3 separate regions of the Zea mays genome follow, and regions 1 and 2 are each linked to region 3. A link is a contact called in public Hi-C data. All regions are on one chromosome and are shown on one strand. The core of a region is the stretch at or near the end of the contact, and the rest is flanking DNA. Distances in the headings are between cores, read along the strand shown. Region 1 holds the start of LOC100191759. Region 2 holds the start of LOC541705 (pyruvate dehydrogenase 2). Region 3 holds the start of LOC100281072.

Region 1 (3,641 bases), core at 177-2,676, 150 kb before region 3:
CTTGACATTTGCTTTTGCGTCACGCTTGTACTTTTATCTTCCCTCAAGCCGAAGGTACATTGTAATTTAATATCATTTCTATTTTTCCATAATAATAAAATAGAAATGAGTTGATAATAATATATAATTATTTATGTTATCTCTTATACTTTATATGATTCCTTCTTCATTATTATGTGTTGTGCTGATGAAGGTATGTCCTTCATAACCTTCGTCCGAAAATCATTATATCCCAATGAAAATAATGCTTCGAAGGACGAAAGACTTTAACGTTTAACGATTTTTGTGTTGCCTTATTCTTAACTCATAGCATTTGAGAACAAGTTCCCAACAGTTAGCTCAAGCCATCATATGACAGTGATAGCCTTCAAATCATTATTGATCTATGGTTTAAACCAACAGTATTATTTCACGGTCGATTTGTAGCTTGAGTTGGTAGTGATATGGACCATCACTCTCGATTTTAAAAGATCCCAATAATTTCTTCATATTTTCAAGTTAAGAACTAGCAGCGAAGGATATCACCGTTAGTACTAAAAGCAGTCGATAGTATTATATGGGTAGTGAATGTCGGTTTTGTAGTAGTGTGTACAAAATACTAGTGAATACTTTTAAGGGTTTATACCGGTTTTGGGAATAAAACTTGTTTCTATTAACTTATATGCAAAAAACTATAAAAATGTTTAACTTTGAAAAGTTATTTAATTAAAAAAATGTTCTAACAGTGTCATGTGTAGCAGATTTCCATGATAACGACAGATAGATATATGTCAGCATATTAGATACAAACTAGTCACTTTCTGAAAAGCACATATTAGAGAGGCCGGTAAAAACGATGAGTCGGTCAAATTCAAGGTAAAAAGAAAGTCAAACTGATTATAAATTGGAACAGAGAGTATATTTTAGTGTATCATGTGTCTCGTTAGAGCGATTTTGAACGGAACATGTCTCTAATGTAAGTAATAGCTACTATAGTAAACAATGGCTAGAATTTACTAAGCAGTCGCGGCCAGTTTTATGTATTTTCGGAGCTCCAATTTATTCTCATTTTGTTTTCGAGACGTTCCCTGATGTTTTTGGTGTTTATATATAGATGCCCCCAGCCAAAAAATCTCCTGTTTCGTGTCGCATGCATGCCCTATAAATAGTGCTCTAGAATTACGCACGTACGCCATCAAATGACAGACACGGCTAGTACATACAGCTACATCATCGTGACACACGAAAAAGAAAGAAAGTGCTGCCATGCCTGCGTACAAAAATGTCAGCGTCGAATCGGCATCCTGTCACGGTCTATCAGACAATGGATGCAGGCGCGTGCACCACGTGCTAGCTAGATAGTTTGCTGCAAGGAGCCAATAGATCTTAATTAGCTTGTGAGTATAAAGATGAGGCCATGGTGCACTGCGTTTCATCAGACCGCCAGCAGTCGCCAGCCCAGCAAGGCAGAGCAGCGAGCGGCTATGGGAAGAGAGGCGCCGGCGATGGCGGTAGCGCTGCTGGCGGCGCTGGTCGCTTCCGCGGCCATGTTCATGTTGGCGGGGACCGCGAGCGCGTCCCCGGCGGAGGGGATCCAGCCGCTGTCCAAGATCGCCGTCCACAGGGCCACCGTCGAAATGCAGCCGTCGGCGTACGTGCGGGCGACACCGTCGCTCCTCGGCGAGCAGGTACTATACGCGGTGCCCGTACGCACACACCATGCCCGCGCCGCGCTCTCGATAAGCTACAGCAACTAAGCTAGCTGTTTCTTTGTTCTTTCGTTCGTTTTCAGTCATCAGCTCGATCTGTTTGCCATTAGCCCATTAATGACTAGATATAGCGCAGGCGGCACTGCATATACAACCGGTTTTTCAAGTACAAGAGATAGTTAAAAGATCGCATGATACATTACTTTTAAATTATTAATACAGTTAAGAGACAATTTATACGAAGAGTCGTCTAAAGACGGATTCTATGTAAATAGTATGTCTCTTGTATTTTTTTCAGTTAGGCCTCTAGAGACACTTTAAAAGACCTCATATTAAATGATGTTATACATGTGCTAGGAGTATTAAGGGTGTGTAAACCCTATTTAATACCCATCTCTTGAGAGTATCTAGAAGGTTAAATAAAAAAACAAAAGACACTTGTCATTACACGATTCTCCATATATGAGTTTCTTATGAGATTTCTAAGAGAGTAAATAAAAAAAGACATCTCTACACGACTCTCTCTATGATCTTGTTTGGATCTAATTATTTGGGAGCTTTTTTTTATCAAAAATAAGCATAAGTGGTTTCAAACACCTAGCTTTTTATAAGCTTCTCCAGCAGCAGTTTTTTAGAATAACTAGCAAAACCCATAAGACAAAAGCCCGACTTTTCCGGCTTTTTTGCCCCCACGTGCCACTTCAGTTTTTTGTTCCCCCTCCAAACATTTGCAGCCCCAGCACGCGCCTCTCAAACTATTGGACGAGATGGTGAAAGTTGTACCAAACACGCTACCTTGGCTTTTTCTCCAACTTTTTCAATAAGTGGCTTTCGTCAGCAGCTAAATAAAAGCTAGCTCATCAAACTAAGTTCTTAAAAATAAGTGAATCCAAACAAGGCCTATATAACTTAGATCTGTTTGTTTTAGATTATAGATTATATAATCTGGATTATATATGAGATTAAATAAACTAGATTATATAACTTAGATTAAACAATATGTGTAGGTGTTTGGCCACCCGATTTATTGGAACTAGATTATATAACTTTTTTTGGGAGTGGCAATAATAGATAATTTCTTCTAAAGTTATCATGGGCAGTGGTCTTTTTACCAAATAAGTTGAAATAAGCACATGCATGTTAAACAGCTTATGAGATTATGATAAATACTAAATAGACCTTTAGATTATATAATCTGAATTAATAATCTGCTTGTTTCCTTGCTATCTAGATTATTTAATCTGGATTATATAATCTAGATGATTCTGAGCTGGAACAAACGGTCACTTACATGTCTCTTCTCCGAGCCCGTCTCCTTCGCTAAAGACGAATCACTCGAAAACGATTCGCAGGCCAATCACTTTCGCCTTTTCCTGTGTGTCAGCTGAGTGTAATCTTTTTTGAATTATAATCCGTGTTCACGCCAACACGGCTGGCCCAGACCACCCTCTCGGATGCCGAACTACTGCCGATGCATTTTCTGAGCACGAGGTGGGGTGCCACCAGGCTCTGTGCTCACTGGTGACTCACTGCGGACACTGACCCTTCTTTTAAAACGCCGCCTCAAGATCTTCACCAAGCAGTACGAGTTAAGGATGGTCTACTTCTCGCTAATTGGTCAGCCTACCAAGCAGTTGCCACTGGCTAAGAGCATGTTTAATATCGTAGATTGCAGACGGTAAAGGATCTTTGTAGCCTATCTTTTAGAGCAAGGCTAATAAAAGAACCAACTAGAGGCTCTATGCTCTTGCAAATCATAAAAAAATCAACAATAAAATCAATGCATATAGTGAGCTTATTCTTAGGTGACTCTAAGTTGAAGATATAAATTATTTGGATTAGCTAAAAAAAGAAAGATCCAGCCTTAACTCATATACTAGGATGCAAGCAGCTCCACATAGAATACACTAGCTCCTCATGAAGTACACACTTTATCCTCTCTCCTATGTTCTC
Region 2 (3,755 bases), core at 1,153-3,652, 210 kb before region 3:
ATTATATTCATCAACCATTAGGAGCCATTCTAATTTATGTAACAAATGCTTCTAAGAAATAGAAAGGAAACAGAAAAGAGCAAAAAGAAACATGCAATAAGATGCTGCAAGTGCAATAAACAGGATTTTTCTGGGACTGCAAAGCATGTAGAGAAAATGAGTACAGAAACCAAGAGATATGCCAATGAGTAAAGAACAAATCAAAGCAAGCAAATATTGTAATAATTGAATTAGTATGGTGATTTGCAGAATTGATCAAACATCTGACCTGCATCGAAAAGTTAAATGTCATGAACTCTACAATAGGTCGAAGACCATGGTAAGCGGCACCAACACCAATGCCAGTGAAGCCCGCCTGAACCAAAACAAAATGATATCAGTAATGAGAATGTGGTCGGGTCAACCTGATAGCTTATGAATGGACAATGGTGATTTGCAGGTTTATAACCTCAGTGATCGGAGTATCGAGAACCCTATCGGGGCCATACTTGTCAAGCAAACCCTTGGATATCTGCAACAATGAAGAGAAGCTTAATACCGGCAACATTTGTATATTACTTTTCAGTTGCCACGGGGAGGGAAAAAATGAAGCATAAATCTTTGGAAATATTACTGACCTTGTATGCACCTTGGTACTCGCCAACCTACCATAGACACAACAATTATTAAACCACAAGAAGCAAAGGGACACAAAAATAAACAAGTGCAGGTAGTGGTACTGGTGGTACCTCTTCTCCCATCAAGAAAACAGAAGGGTCTGCCGACATTTCTTCATCTAATGCGGTATTCAATGCTTCCCGTACAGTTATCTAAATAAGCAAAAGAGTGGCTGTGTAAAACTTCCCGGCAAATGTCAAGGTCATGACATAGTATATCTGAAGAGAACCAAGCCACCTAGAAGAACGAATAGGGGGTGTTTGATTTTAGAAATCAATACATCCAAAGACAAGTCTATTCCTCAAATTTGGTGGGATAACCTTATTTCTCATGTTAGTACTAGCTAGCTAACTATGATGAATGAAGTAGTAATGGATCAACTTATTCCATTCCACAAACCAAACAAAAAAATGTGAAGTGAGAAAATGATGAACTAGCTTATTTCTCAAACCAAACACCCTATAACTGTACCAACTATCCCTGAGATCTCGAGTTATAATCCAGACAATCAGAGATCACACTGGATAAACCACTGAATCACCAAAATCAACTCATTACACTACTGCCAGTTCAGTTATTTCAAAGTTGGTTAACTTTTTTTCAGGTACGAAGCATCCACCACCTGGTACCTGGCATCTAGTCAGCATACACTGTTCGCTCACCCAGCATACACTGTTCACTCCCCCAGCATAGGTAGAGTACGGAGTACCGCACCATACAGTCCCCGTCTAACGTCAGGTGCTCTTCACACACGTAAACAGTATCACCAGTGCACAACCCATAATGTACACAAATGCAGTTTGTTTGCCAACGCAAGCAAATTAATCATCTACTATCAGTCTGATAGACAACTGCCCTACGACCCAACCACTTAGATTCCCCTCACCTACCCGCTTCCCTGTACAGCTACTGCCATCCATCTGTTTCCGATCAAGGTCGACAACGAGCACCGGTCACCATCAACCAGTATCCACCACCATTTAAATCTATCTCAGAAAAGGAAAGAAAAAAAGGTTTCGAAAATCTAGTCGCGAGGAGAGAATTTCGCAGTCGCAGGAAAAGTAAAGCATCTAACAGCACAATCGGCGAGGCGCGACACGGGTCGCAGCGAAGAGCCAATCTACCGGAGCGCTGGCAAACGTATTGGCGGCGGCGGGAAAGGCCGGGAGCCGGCAACGAAACGGTCCCCGTATTCGGCGACACGGCACACGCGACGCGACGCGACGCGCGGAAGTCGCGAGGAGAGAGTAGCGCTCACCTCCTTGGCCGCGGCGGAGTAGGTCCTGGCGGGAGCGGCGGCGGGGCGGAGGGCCTGCGCCAGCTGGGCGAGCACCTGCGGGGAGAGAAACGGGTCACGGTGAGAGCGAAGCGAGGGCGGGGAGCCCGGTGGCGGGAGAGCACTGACGCATCCGGATCCGAGCCGCCTCCGCGCGACGCCCAGCATCTCCGACGCGATCGGCTGGGGGTTGGAGGTTGGTTGGCGACGGGGAGGAGGGAGGGGAGGCCTGGGACTGTGAGATGAATGAGGGGAAATTATAATATGATGATAGGCGTTGCTCGATTTGGCTTAGCGTGGTGTGTATCTGTGATGTGTCTGGGAGCCCCCGATCGCCAGACGGGATCGAGGGGGATGCGGCGGCGGCGGCGGCGGGGTAGGTGGGTCGTGTGGGAGTCGCTCTCGGCGACTTGGGTTGCTCTTCTGGAGGCGAGCGGCCGTCTCTGCCGGGAGCCGGGAATGGTTAGGCCCTGTTCGGTTAGCAGTGGATTGAGGGGGATTAGTGTCTATATAAATTTAGGTCTTGTTCGTTTACGTCGGATAACAACCTGAATCGTTCTAGCTAATCAAAGTTTATATAAATTAGAAAAGCAATCCGGTTAGGATCCGTTCCGACCCATCAATCCGGTACAAACGAACAAGGTCTTAAACCCCTTCAAACCGAACAAGTTTATGGGGGTTGGGCACGCACGGGAGCCGGGAGCCAGGATGCGCACGCAGCTGGTCGGTCTGGCCTGATGAACTACCGGTTGAAAAAAAAACGTAAACAAAATTTAGAAATGGGGAAAATATGAATTCTCTCTCTCTTTTTTTCTAAACTACCTACGCAGGAATATAAAGTGTGTGGCGGGACGAATACATTCATACTTATTTTTTACAAAAAATGTAGTAATCGTCAATACGAGACAGAAAACCTAGTTGCAGGTTGCCGTCATCCTTTATTTTGGCTCATTGGCTGAGATGACATGACGTCTCCTGGCCCTGGTGCACAAATCGGAGGGACAGGAACGTCGATGGGGACCGGGCATCTGGCCAGCGCCGCGGCCGAAGGCCACCAGCCAAGCCAGCTGCCCCCCGTCCGTTGGGGGCGTGCAGGGGCCGCCGGAGCGACGGAGCGTTGGCGTGCGCGCGTCCATCCTTCACCGTTCGGACTGCGACGTCGGCGAACCGTTCGGCACCTGGCGGCGCTTTGCATTGCTGCTCGGTAGACTGTTCTACAGCCGCTGCCGCGGGCTGTTTCTCACGAAACACTGTTACTAACTTACTGTATGTCTTATCTGCACCAGCTGCGGTCAGCGAATATTGGGACCAGATAGGTTTCAACTTTCAGAGGTGTATTTGCTTGGTTTACAGCAGAAGCAGTGGCCGTGTATTTGCTTGAGAGACGTCAAGAGCAGAAGAGCTGAATATTGGAGCGCAGCGGCGGAGCCAGACCGATTGTTCTATTCATCCAATCAAATGGATGCACACTATTTTTTACTAGTAATTGGCTTTTCGACAAAGTTGGTGTCGAAAATGTCTCTCAAAGGAATACTTTTGACATTCAAAAAATTGTGTACGTACTTTCTAACTATAATCCAAAAATGGCAGAAAACCAGGTTTGAAAACTATCTTTATAAAATTTAGAGAATTCTAAAACAGTCGTTGGGCACAACTATATCTCAGAAAGCTCAATCCAAATTCACGTATCCTTCTATTTCTTTCTCTTCCATTTTTTTGCCCAGTCCTCTTTTTTTTTCGGACCAAAAATTGACGAAGCCCACCAACCTCCTCGCTCGGCCTTTTAAGCCCACGTAGACCAGCCCACTTGCGCCTCCTTTCC
Region 3 (3,705 bases), core at 564-3,063:
AGTCTCATACAGGAGCACATACATAGCTTAATTAACATCAGCAGGTTTGCTCATTCATTAGTGGACCAAGTTTATTAGGGCTAATTGAAATTAATATAATGGAGAGAGAGAGAGAGAGAGAGAGAGAGAGAGAGAGAGAGAGAGAGAGAGAGAGATGCCCATACATAGCGTGATCATGCCAGAACGACATGTCCGATTAGTAGGTAGGAAGATGCCAAGATGGATGTGTGCCAGAATGAACCACCGTCTATCTACTCGCAGGCCGGCCGGCCGAGCTATTCTATCAATTTCTATCCCCAGCATCGCTAATAAACTCACCTGCTACTGCTAGCTGCTTCATCCCGGCCTCGCTGTACATGCATCTCATCATCTCTCTAGGCGCTAGCAGCTAGCTACATGTTCGTGATATGATCCCTCTCTTCTCGTATCCCTCAAAAAAAATCATCCCTTCTCGTAATCTCACAATCGATCTCAGGTAGTCAGGTACTGCTGGTATCATGTCACTAGCTAGCTAGCTAGCTAGATGTTTGCAGTTACTGACCTAATTAGCGTAACTTTGAGGGCTTAATATACCCTATATATAATACTCTATTACTGAGTCCCTGAACTTTGCCACTGTAACCAGATCAGTCATCAAAAGATCTACATGCATGACTTGTTACGTATGACTTCTGAGGGGGAGGGAGGGAGGGAGAGAGAGAGAGAGAGAGAGAGAGGCAAAGAGGTTGAAGCATGCACGCGGCGTATATGGAGAAGAGAAGAGTCACTCACGTTCTTGTGCAGCGGCGCGGCGAGGCGGTACTCGTGCATGACCCAGCCGGTCTTCAGGGCCGCCGACGGCAACGCCGCCGTCTTCTTCCGGCGGCGGGGCACGAACGTCATCGCCCTCTTCACGCCCACCAGGAGGCTCCCTCCGCCACACGGGCGGGGCAGCACCACCGGCTTCTCCTTCCCCGACGGCTTCCACCGCCCGCCCGCGGCCGCCCTGCTACCAGTACCAGCGCCGCTGCTCTTGCCGCCGCTCGCCGGCCGCACCGCGAAGAAGTATTTCTCCCCCTCGCTCCTCGTATCTGCTGGAGACAGGCAGCGCAAAAGAAGAAGAACAAAAAGATTGGACCTTTAGTTCTTTCTCTCCTAGTCCTTCCCAGCATAGCAGTGACAGACACAAACGATAGATGTTCGTTGGAGGCGTCATCGCGTGGTGGCGTGTACTAGTACCAGGGGCAGAGACGGCGACGACGTCCCAGGGGTCGCGGCTGTAGAGGTCGCGGAAGACGGGGATGACGGCGGCGGGGAGCGGCACGCCGATGGCCTTGCGCCGGAGGTACTGCACCACGAGCTCCTCGTCCGTGGGGCGGAACCGGAACCCCGGCGGGAGCTGCCGGAGCGCCTCCACGCCGCCGCCGCCGTGCCTCACCAGCACCGGGGCTCTCTCCGCCGACATGTCCCCAAAGAAATTCCTTTTATCACCGACTACTGCTACTGTGCTGCTGCTGCTGCTACACAGCTAGTACACAGCTAACGAGCTAGCTAGCACGCACCTGCGCGTGCACTGCTAGCTAGCTCTAGCTGCCGCTACGCACCACAGCTTAGCTCTAGCTGCTATAAGCTACCTACCTCCTGCCAGTTTGGCACAGGGGCAAGCAACTGTAGCAGCAGAGCTCGAGCTTGTTCGGTCACTTGGCGCGCGCAGGACGCGTGCAGTTGCTCGGAGCGTCCATGGCGAGCCGAGAGATTGAACAGAGAGACAGGGAGGGAGAGACTGAGAGCGGTTGGGGGAGGTCTGCGTGCGTGTGTTTTCCAGGGTGAGGAGGGAGGCTCTGGAGAAGAGAGAGGGGAAAAGGGCGGCTTTATAGGGTGCCCTGTTGCGTCGATCTTACTCCATCTATCCTCCTCCCTTCCTCAGCAGGCAGCTGAACGTCTGTACGCCATCGATCAGGCATCCAGCCCGGCCGGCGAAGTCCACCGTCGCTCGCGCGCCGGTTTCGTGAACTCCTTCCAGAATCTCCCACGAAGCTAGATGTGAATTGCAAACTACTGTTACTTGCTCCATGTCTTTTTTTTTATTTTACCTGTAGCCAGCGGGTTACAAATTACAATTCATCCACCGATACTGAACAGTAGAGCGCTCTGAATGTTCCGTGAACTACTGCATCTTACTCATCAACATCTTTTATTTTAAACTTTATTCTATAAACAATATTATCTATAGTAAAATAAAGTATTTTGTACAGTTATATACACGATCTGTTGCTCATAGACTAAGGTCATGTTTGCATCCCTTTTCTTCTCTACCGCCTGGCATCTAGCACTGCTTGGCTCAACGTCATACTATCGTCCTCCCAATCATTCCATCACCCCTCTAGCTCCTTCAATTAAATTGACGTCAACCCCTGAATTCCATGTCACGCATGTCGAAATTGGCTTAAGGCTCTATAACTACCCTTGATCTCTAGATAAGGCGAGTTGATGGATGGCGGCTTAGTACTTGAGCTTGAGTAGAGGTAGAGCTAGGCACTGGTTTAGGCAAGGAATTACTGGCCTTGGACTCCATGGTGATTCGCATTGCGGATGCTAAGAGACATCACAACGATAGATGAAACGACAATCTCTCCCTTTGCTAAATTCTATCGCACATCATGTGTAGGGTTTATAACATTTTCCTGATAGTAAAAGTTATATAGTGAAAATCTAGGATGCCAAACACATACTTTGTTTTCCAGCGGCTAAAACTACATAACCCAATAGTCTATAACTTTGCTAGCAAGGTAAAGCACATAACCAGGGTTGCATAATATAAATGTGAAAGCTTAAAGTGTGTTAGAGATCACTAGTACAGAGAAGTTCTATAGTGGCGGTTGTAAACCTATTTATAGTGGCGTTTTTCGTAACCGCCAGTGCTAGGGGCCAGTAGAAATCATCATTTTTACAGGCGGGTAACTGAGGACCGCCAGTGAAAATCGATTTTCACTGGCGGTCGGCATAATAAAACCGCCAGTGAAAATCGATTTTCACTGGCGGTCGACGTAATAAAACCGCCAGTGCAAATCGTTTCCAGAAAACATATTTTAAAAATAGTAAAAAAATTATTTTATTAGTCGCGGCATTTTTCGCGCGCTACGCGGTTGTTAGTGTTCGAACCGTCGACCTCACCCTCGCGCATACCCTCCCCTACCACTCCGTCTATGACATGTCTTGTGTCTAGTTTGTAGTTGTTTTCTTCACATATTACAACCATTTGAGTGTAAATTGCTTATTTGAGACCCTAAACGAATTCAAATATAAAAGTTGTCAACTACAAAGATAAATAACTTTTGAAGTTCTACAACTTTTATTTTGACACTTTTTTCATCCGAGGTAGTTTGCAAAATTTGAATTTTAAATTTGACATACTTAGATTCAATTTTTGAGAACCGAAATGAGTTCAAATAAAAAAGTTGTCAACTACAAAGTTTCATAACTTTTAGAGATCTACAACTTTTATTTTGATGGTTTTGTCATACGCGGCCGTTTGAAAAACTCGAAAAATTAAGGATAAAAATGATTTCTAGTGGCGGTTCCTTAAGAAAACCGCCACTAGAAATCGTATTTCTACTGGCGGTTCCTTAAGAAAACCGCCACTACAAATCATGGATTTCTACTGGCGGTTTTCTTAAGGAACCGCCAGTAGAAATACGATTTCTAGTGGCGGTTTTCTTAAGGAAC

Evidence for each region. Hi-C and Micro-C count contacts between places; a contact is called where the count stands out from the background.
Region 1: a Hi-C map of ear shows a contact between it and region 3, with 1.9 times the contacts expected there. The contact joins the promoter of LOC100191759 here to the promoter of LOC100281072 in region 3. A contact is called at or near these places in 2 of 25 Hi-C or Micro-C datasets (ear and leaf).
Region 2: a contact with region 3 is called in a Hi-C map of leaf, with 8 times the contacts expected there. The contact joins the promoter of LOC541705 here to the promoter of LOC100281072 in region 3. A contact is called at or near these places in 4 of 25 Hi-C or Micro-C datasets (bundle sheath, ear, leaf and 1 more).

The regions. Positions count from the first base shown.
Region 1 is chr1:199,664,629-199,668,269 of Zm-B73-REFERENCE-NAM-5.0, reverse strand. It overlaps LOC100191759, which reads left to right and starts at 1,426. Exons shown (of 5, transcript NM_001137185.1): 1 at 1,426-1,667. The coding sequence starts at 1,464.
Region 2 is chr1:199,725,499-199,729,253 of Zm-B73-REFERENCE-NAM-5.0, reverse strand. It overlaps LOC541705 (pyruvate dehydrogenase 2), which reads right to left and starts at 2,402. Exons shown (of 14, transcript NM_001111444.2): 1 at 2,063-2,402; 2 at 1,916-1,990; 3 at 729-809; 4 at 618-644; 5 at 449-511; 6 at 269-355. The coding sequence starts at 2,101.
Region 3 is chr1:199,510,823-199,514,527 of Zm-B73-REFERENCE-NAM-5.0, reverse strand. It overlaps LOC100281072, which reads right to left and starts at 1,813. Exons shown (of 3, transcript NM_001371973.1): 1 at 1,219-1,813; 2 at 772-1,073. The coding sequence starts at 1,444.